Regions from separate parts of the Gossypium hirsutum genome. Here regions 2 and 3 are each linked to region 1. The links are chromatin contacts, called in public Hi-C maps. All regions are on one chromosome and are shown on one strand. Each heading gives the region's core, a stretch centred on a gene start, on an enhancer-like site or on the middle of the called end of the contact. The rest is flanking DNA. Distances are from core to core; before and after follow the strand shown. Region 1 holds the start of LOC107919999 (patellin-3). Region 2 holds the start of LOC107918283. Region 3 holds the start of LOC107918573 (transcription factor bHLH81).

Region 1 (3,136 bases), core at 117-2,616:
TTTAATAAAATTGAAGGACTAAATAAGTAATTATAAAAAATTAAATTTGTGTTTAAGATGGCTACACATTAGATATCTACAATATTTTAAATATTTAAATCTAATCCACTTAAGTTATCCGAAATCTAAATCAATGTGCTATAGCATATAAATGGATTGGATTTAAAGAGTAATATTTGCTGAACATATGAACCCTCCAAATTTATTTATTTTTTAAAACTTAAATATAATATCAAATATTCTTATTTTTACAAAGAAATGGGAATTATAAACTCTAGTTTCAGTGAGACCCTGATTTAAGGGTAAAGTTGAAATATTGTAAATTTTGAGAGTCTTACTATATGTATATGCGTGAGTTTTCTTTAAATTTTATTTTAATTAATTAATTAGAGTTAAGTTAATTATCTTTTCAATATTTGATTTTAATGAAATGATTTAACTTCAAAAATAAAATAAATCAACCACCAAATACTAACTAAATATGTAAATGAATATTTGAATTTATTATGTTTGTTAAAATATCATATATATACATTTATAATTATCTAAGTTCAATCGGTTTATTAAATAATTATTTTAAAAAATATTTGTGAAATTTTTTAAATTTTAAATTTTTGTTGATGTGATAAAATGTGCCATATTGACACATTATATATAATTTATTTGATTACTTTATCAATCACGTCACCAATTAAAGTGGTAACAGATAAAATTTTTACTAAAATAACTGATCTACTTATTGATATAAATTATATAAATCAATTAATTATATTTTTAAAATCGAAGGCTTAATTCAAAGACTTCATAATACTTTACAAATAGTGAAGGTGGGGTGTGATATCGAATTTCAGGATACATGTAATAATATAAATATTAGGAAATTTGACAAGTTTTGGCAAAAACAAGGGTATATTATTAGAAGAACAAAAACAAGAGGAGAGATTTGGAGTTTTGGATTTATACGAAATTAGACCAAACAAATTGGCTTTTAAAAATTAATATATATAAGGTAAATAATAGGTGGAACTATGTAATATAAAATAAAATAATAATAATTCCTATCTATGAAGTTGTCATTAATCTTGAAATAATGTTGAATTGATTTATGATATTATCAATACAAATAAGATGTAAATATTATATTAAAATAAAATTTTGATTTAGTTAAATATTAATATTTTATTAATTTAAATAACACAAATCTAAATTTTATAACTTTTCAAATAATATAAATTAATTTAATTAAAAAATATTTTAATAATGAAAAAGAAAAAGATATTATAATAGAAGAAAATAGGATCATGGTTCTGGACTAAGGGTGAAGAAGAAGTATAAAGAGAGTGGGGTCCAGTAACAAAGTGGCATAATAACAGCTGGCAAACGGGTCTGACAGACTGGTTCTCTCCATGTCCAACACAACAAACGTCGCCTCCATTTCTTCCCATCACTCCCCCGCCCCCCCCCCTCTCATTTTAAGCCCCCACCTTCCCCTTTCTCAAACCAACTACTACAACAACAACCTCCTCTCCCCCCTTCATTTCTCTCTCTCTGCATTTTCATCTCTTGTTTCTTTCTCTTTTACAATCTCATACATGGCTGAGGAGACTCAAAAGCCTGAAGCTGCTGCACCCCCTGCTCCTGCTGAGGAAGTGGTGGTGGAGAAGGAGAGTGAACAGGAGGCTGCTTCCGAGAAGCCTACTGATGCTGTTGTTGAAGACAAACCTGCTGAGGCTGTTGAGGAGGAGCCTAAGGTTGAAGCTAAGGACACTAAGGTAACTGAGTCTGCTTCTTTCAAAGAAGAAACCAATATAGCCGGTGAACTTCCTGACCCACAAAAGAAGGCTCTTGATGAGCTTAAGCAACTTATTCAAGAAGCCCTTAACAAGCACGAATTCACACCCCCTCCTGCCAAAGATAAAGATAAACCAGCTCCCGAGGAAAAGAAAGAGGAAGACCAACCTGCCACTTCTGCTGCTGAAACTGAAGTAAAAGTCGAAACTGAAGCACCCGCACCCGTTGAAGTCAAGGAAGAAGAGAAGGCCGACCCACCGATTGAAGCACCCGCACCCGTTGAAGTCAGGGAAGAAGAGAAGGCCGACCCACCGGTTGAAGCACCCGCACCCGAGACCGTGATGGAAACAGAGGTGGTCGAAAAGGTTTCAGCTGCCGATGACGACGGTGCCAAGACCGTTGAGGCAATTGAGGAATCTGTAGTAGCAGTGGCCACTCCTCCACCGGCTGAGAAACCAGAGGAAGAGGCCTCTTCTTCTTTGAAACCAGATGAGGTTGCTCAATCAGAAGAGAAGCCAGAAGAAGCCGAAGTTCCCCCACCTCCACCCCAAGAGGTGTCTATATGGGGAATTCCGCTTCTTGCGGACGAAAGAAGCGATGTTATCCTATTGAAATTCTTAAGGGCTAGGGATTTCAAAGTCAAGGACGCATTCACCATGATCAAAAACACTGTTATCTGGCGTAAGGAGTTCGGAGTTGATGGCTTGCTGGATGAGGAGCTTGGAAATGAATTGGAGAAAGTGGTTTTCATGCACGGATTTGATAAAGAAGGTCATCCTGTATGCTACAACGTGTATGGGGAATTCCAAAACAAGGAGCTGTATCAGAATACTTTTGCAGATGAAGAAAAGCGATCCAAGTTCTTGAGGTGGAGGATTCAATTCTTGGAAAAAAGCATCAGAAAGCTTGATTTCAGTCCCAATGGTATCTCTACCATAGTTCAGGTAAACGATCTCAAGAACTCTCCCGGACCTGGAAAAAGGGAGCTCAGGCAAGCTACCAACCAAGCCCTTCACTTGCTTCAGGACAATTATCCAGAGTTTGTGGCCAAACAGGTATATACACATTAATATCTTAAATCTTTTTTGTATCATGGTGTTGAATTTCAACAAATATTGAATGTTGGTTTTGGATTTTGAAGGTGTTTATCAATGTTCCATGGTGGTACTTGGCTTTCAATATGATGATTAGTCCTTTCCTAACTCAGAGAACCAAGAGCAAGTTTGTGTGTGCAAGTCCAGCCAAATCATCTGATATCCTTTTCAGGCAAGTGGACTCCAATAATTTCTACAATGAATTTTTTTAATCATAAATTCCTTTATTATATTTTGCATACTAACTTATG
Region 2 (2,771 bases), core at 101-2,600, 150 kb after region 1:
GCCAACGCTGCCGAGTGCAGAACAACATAGAAACAACTAGAAGAAAGATAAAAAGTGGATATGAGAAAACAAAATTTGTAGAACCAATTAGGCTAATCTGCAATGGGGCAAATCGAAAACAACATATCTTAAAAGGAGAAAGAAATAAAGAAATAAGGGAAAGAGAACAAACTAAAGAAAAGGAGGCCACCAAAAGCGCCAGCCAAGGATGAATAAACGAAGCGGCGGAGAGTGAGATCGATGCAGGCGTCCCATTTTGCGTTCATGTCATACTTTGACGGCGTCAATTCCTTGTCATCCCCCATTTCAAAGCCTTATGCAGTACAACTATTACTTTCGTTATTTCTCGGAATTTTTGCTCAGATTTCCATCTTTTAACTTCGTCTTCGTTTGATTCTCCTTTTGTTTTCTGGGTAATCTGCCGCAATGCCTCTCAGATAGGTACCGCTTGTTTTCCCTTTTTTTTTTGTTCTTTTTTCTTTTCAACTTACAGCATCCATCGATAAAATGGGATCAAGAACAGCAAGGGCCCAAAAAGCCCAATAATAGAAATGTCTCAAAATCGCTCAAAAGATGCAATAATAGAAACAAGGTCCAAACAAGCCCAGCTCCCCACAATATTCAACTATTTCACCCTTGCTGTCATCAGATTAGGCGGGAAAGGAAGTGCCAAAGGATGTTGGGGAAGTAGAGATGCAAGGGGGCCACACCCGTCGTCAGCATGAATGCCTTCGGCAGGAGACCATGCCTCAGCCAAACTCAAAAAGGGACGTTATCGACCACAATTGAAGCCAGTCACGAGCAGCGACAAAAGAGACATATTAGCCATAAAAATGGCCTCAACCACTAACAGAAATAGAGTTTGTGTGACGAAACCCGAGGACTATCAAGCTCCGACCAATGAGGAACTTAAACGGTGGCGACCCCATCCATGCCCCCCAAAAAATAACAAGGGCTAGCAAGCAAGGAACACTAACCTGGAAAAGAAAAAAGAAAGAAAAATATAAGTAACGTCAACTAAGGAGTTGCAAATGCTAAAATGGTAGAGAAATGGAACTAAACAAAACTATCGTTAGTAAAGAAAGAAGCCAAAGAGGCTTGGGCTAGCCTCTCTCATAAAGATCTTTGGCCAAAGATCCACTCGTCTCGTCGAACAAGATCCAAAAAAAGCGAACAGTTGTGCCCATCATAGGAACTATAAAAATAGAGGAGGAGATTCTTTTCTGTTGAAGAGGAAAAAAAAGCAAGAGAGTAGAGGAAGGGATGACAACGGCTAGTTTGGCAACCAGCCCTGTTTTTGGCTAGATAGAAAGCAAAGTCAGTGGTTGTACTGTTTTATTTTTACTATCATTTTTTAGCTGGCTGGAACCACGAAAAGAGAGAATGAGATGGTTTTATGTTAAAGGGGAAAAAAGCAAGGGAAAAAGATACCAACATTTACTTAACTTTCAATAGTGAGAAATCAGTCACTAATCATTAATATTTTTGAAAAACGATAAATTAATTATCCGAGCCTATTTTCTGGTATAGACCTAACGGGACAGCTGGCGTGGCCCTTTAGGCTATCATGTTGGACATTACTAGATGTCCATGTTGGATCTGGTGTCCTAAGTGTAGTATTTTCATCAAAGTACACATGTAATTTCCCGACCAAATTAGTTAATAAAATTATTCATGAATTACATTAATACTTTGTATATTATCCTCAAGTATTTTTGTACGCAAACTAAAATGGAAGTAAATGTTACTCACTAGTTGTCTATTATTTAATTAATATTTAGCAGTATTACGTGGTCGGATCGTAATATAGAAAGACAACTTGTATTAATAGACAAACCTAAACATGTCCTTAGTCTAATCGGAAATGAACAAACCGATTGAAAGACTAATATTTCATCTATCAAGTCCAATTTGGGAGATGCTTTATCTTGGGCATCAGAGCAGATGACTCCCAGAAGATAAAGACATAGATGTGACTGACTGGACTGACAGTACATCAAACTGGATCCAAGTCGAATAGATCCTAAATCCGTTTATGGATCTATTCCCTTGTGACGTTCATAGTGTGGCATACCTAAATCCTAGGTGGATGGCGGACTATGCATGCGTGACTCATATACTTTGATGTAAGTAAAAGCCCGAGTTCAAATAAATAAGGAGCCGAAAGTTGGTACATTGAGTATACGGCTTCTACATTATGTAATGTCATTCACAATAGTGGAATTCAAAACCTAAGACATGGGAAAATTATATCCTTTTATAGGCATTACATGGTTGCTGAAAAGTAAACGTGGCCACGGGTCATTCGTCTTTGTGATAGATGACTTGATCACTATTTGATCATCATTGACTTTTCATGAAGGAAGATATAATGGTTACCATGAGATAAAATAGGATTATATTAGGAAAACGGATATTATCTTAAAGAGATCAATGATAAACTATGAGGGTAACACACTTATGACAAGGTCATTGGACGAATGCTGAATAGTTGCTTTCGTAATGGTATGCCATTAGGGAGGACTCAACCACAATACTATAGTGAAATGTCTTCATGATTAAATGAGTTTATAATTAATAGATGAAAAGCCAAAACTTAATTAAAAATCATTTGAGCCTTAATTACATATGTCTAATCGATCCCTCTAATAGCTCGTTGAAACCAGAAATGAATTACGTGTTTGAATCAAAATGAACAGAATGAATAGAAATAGAGAAATGAAAAACATTCAAAAATGATTATGGTTTTCTCTAAAATGGAGAAATGGAAT
Region 3 (3,023 bases), core at 296-2,795, 180 kb before region 1:
ATGGACTAAATTCTTAGAAATAAAAGTATAAAGACTAAATTCTAAATTTGAGAAGAGTACATGAACCCATGACATATAATAATAACCTATTTTTAAATATGTTTAGAATACTATAAATTTGTTGTTGTAAATATATATTTTATGCATTAATAATTTACAGTTTTTTGACATAACCATTTTATTCGTATTGTGTTTGTTTTATTTTGTAAGTATTTATCTTATGTTGTCTTTAAATCATGCATTAATTATTTAATGTTTTGCTTAGTTTATTATCATGATTCAATTTAAAGGAAAAATATGCGTTCATGCTCTTAATTTTTAATGATTTTTTACATTATTTAAATCATTTATCTTAGTAATTGAAATTTAGAGAATGTATTTTATTATTTTAATTTTAATGTTAATTTTTTTATTTAAATAGATTAGTCTACTCATTAAACATAATGTCATGGTTCTTTTTTTTTTATAAAAACCAAACAAAATAATCACATTAATATATCAAAAACTAACAGAATCTTTGCGAATAGTTGTAGACCTTTATTTTTGTCAAAAGCCATCTTGGTAATGGGTCAACTTCTATGTTCTCTTCTCTAGGAATATATTCAAATTTTCATTGACCCATTTCCAATAAAAGCTGTTGAATATGTCTGATAAGTGTGGAACAAAATGTAATTGAGAATGATTCTTGAATGGCCTAAAGAACCTCCATACTATCCGTTCGAATCAACACTTTGTCACATTGCTTACTTTGTAGTAATGTCAAGCCGTCTAGAATACTCCATAACTTAGCATTGAAGGCAGCGCACTGTCTCAACCTTTTGTTAAACTCAAGAATCCACCCCCATGGTGATCCCTCCACACTCCCTCGACAATGACAACCCCCGAGTCTTGACAACGCCATTGTATTGTACTTTTCTCAATCCCAATTTATTTCATAGTTTGCATAAGGTTTAACTACAAAATTGACCCTCAAATTATATCACTTTTCTCACTTAGGTACTTGAAAATTTTATTTGGTCAAATATGGTATTTGAATTATCAATTTTGTCTCATTTTACTCCAAAACGTACGATGTTCAATAAAAACATACTATATGGTATGTTCTTATTGTTTGGTAATGTGTTTTTAGGTAAAATGAGAAAAAAATAGATATCTAAGTAAAAAACTGTAATAAAATTTGGAGGTGAGCTTAAATTTAAATTATGTACCTAAAAAATAAAACATAATTAAATAATTCTTATTTAATATAATTAGAATCTAGTTATATATAAAAGGAGGATACAAAGGGCACTAAAATTGACACATTAAAAGTTTGTTATCAAATCTACAGTGGACATTGGGTGAAATTGCCTCCGCCTCCTTAATTTTGCCACATCTAGCAACATATTTTCTAACCAAAAAAAGATATAATATTTCACACAAACCTACCCACGCATTATTAAGCCGTATATTCCACGTGCATGCTTTTCTGAAATGTATTGGCCCGTGACTGTCACGTGAAATGCCTGCATCTGAAACGGACTTTACTTTCCAGAGGTTACGGTGAAGAGGAGGTCTGATCTGAAAGAAAATGATGAGGTTGCAGTTTCTGGCCTTACATGTTCCCTTTTTTGATAGAACCAACTTTGCCACCGTTGGATCTCTCTTTTCCGAAACATTTTGGTTCTAATCGAACGGCTCAAAATCATTTAAATGAAAAAGAACTTGCAAAAAATAAGCTATGTTAGGGCATATCCCACAGCGAAAAAGGGAAAGCTGCTGAACAGGAAACCAAAAAGAAAAAAGGAGAGTTTTTCATAGCACAAAGCTAACTCCTCAAGCTGAACAAAGAAGCAGATGAAACCGACGCCTGGCGGCAGTAGCAGCTCTAGTGGCGGTGGCGCTGAAGGGAGTCGAGCTGGACTCGCCCGTTTCCGCTCAGCGCCAGCCACTTGGTTAGAAGCCCTTCTCGAGGAAGAAGAAGAGGACCCTTTGAAGCCTAGCCAGTGCTTGACTCAGCTACTAACTGGAAATTCAACCTCAACACCCACCATTCGAAATTCATTGCTTTTTCCCAACTCAGCCTATCCATCTGGGTTGTTTGAGCCTTCTGGTTTCCAGAGGCAAAACAGTTCTCCAGCTGATTTTCCTGGGAATAATCCTGCTGCTTCCTCTGATGCCTACTTCTCTAACTTTGGAGTTGTTGCAAATTATGACTATTTATCGCCAACTATGGATGTTTCCCCCTCGAGTAAGAGGGCTAGCGAGCTTGATACGCAATTCCCACCAACAAAGTTCCATTCTCAGTTGGTAAGACTAAGAGATAGCCATACTAATATTATATTTCAACTTCCACAGCTTGTTAGTTTTTCTATTATATGGATTTTGAATACTTCTGTTTTTTGTTTTTGCCGTCTTTGAATTGCCTGTGAAAGGATAGATATTGATCGTCATCTTATTATATTCTTTTTAGTCTTCTTTTAATGTTTTAGGCTTTACTATTTCTTTTCAAAGCTGACCAACTAATGGCCATACATTTTTAGCCAAAAAGGAAAGGATAAATTTACTCTTTTGAGCAAAAATATATATGGTTGAATCCCCATTTTTTTTTTTACAATACCCTTTGTTTTCCTTCTATTTTTGGGTAGAAAGGAGAGCCAAGTGATCAGATTTCTGGTGGGATATCTAATCTTATAGATGTAGATATGGAGAAACTTTTGGAGGATTCGGTACCTTGCAGGGTCCGTGCGAAGCGAGGGTGTGCTACTCATCCTCGAAGTATTGCAGAAAGGGTAATTGTATTCATTTGCTGATAATTAAGAAGTAAAATGGTGTTTATGTTTAGTTCTAACTATCCATGACTATTTTTGTTAGGTTCGGAGAACACGGATTAGCGATCGCATTAGAAAGCTTCAGGAGCTTGTCCCCAACATGGATAAGGTAGGCTACATCTTGAGATCTATTTTAATCGGAAAATTCAAGTTCAGTATGTAGCTATCATTCTACAAAAGGACTTTCTAACCTTATTAATGTTTCATCCTAAT

What was found. A called contact is a pair of places that touch in the nucleus more often than the background predicts.
Region 2: a contact with region 1 is called in a Hi-C map of leaf, with 3 times the contacts expected there. The contact joins the promoter of LOC107918283 here to the promoter of LOC107919999 in region 1. A contact is called at or near these places in 14 of 34 Hi-C or Micro-C datasets (anther, callus, cotyledon and 4 more).
Region 3: a Hi-C map of leaf shows a contact between it and region 1, with 2.0 times the contacts expected there. The contact joins the promoter of LOC107918573 here to the promoter of LOC107919999 in region 1. A contact is called at or near these places in 2 of 34 Hi-C or Micro-C datasets (leaf and petal).

Annotation. Positions count from the first base shown.
Region 1 is chrD13:42,595,098-42,598,233 of Gossypium_hirsutum_v2.1, reverse strand. LOC107919999 (patellin-3) reads left to right here and starts at 1,366. Exons shown (of 4, transcript XM_016849472.2): 1 at 1,366-2,846; 2 at 2,933-3,057. The coding sequence starts at 1,407.
Region 2 is chrD13:42,446,496-42,449,266 of Gossypium_hirsutum_v2.1, reverse strand. LOC107918283 reads right to left here and starts at 1,350. Exons shown (of 3, transcript XM_016847811.2): 1 at 173-1,350. The coding sequence starts at 305.
Region 3 is chrD13:42,772,673-42,775,695 of Gossypium_hirsutum_v2.1, reverse strand. It overlaps LOC107918573 (transcription factor bHLH81), which reads left to right and starts at 1,545. Exons shown (of 5, transcript XM_016848159.2): 1 at 1,545-2,289; 2 at 2,628-2,771; 3 at 2,854-2,919. The coding sequence starts at 1,837.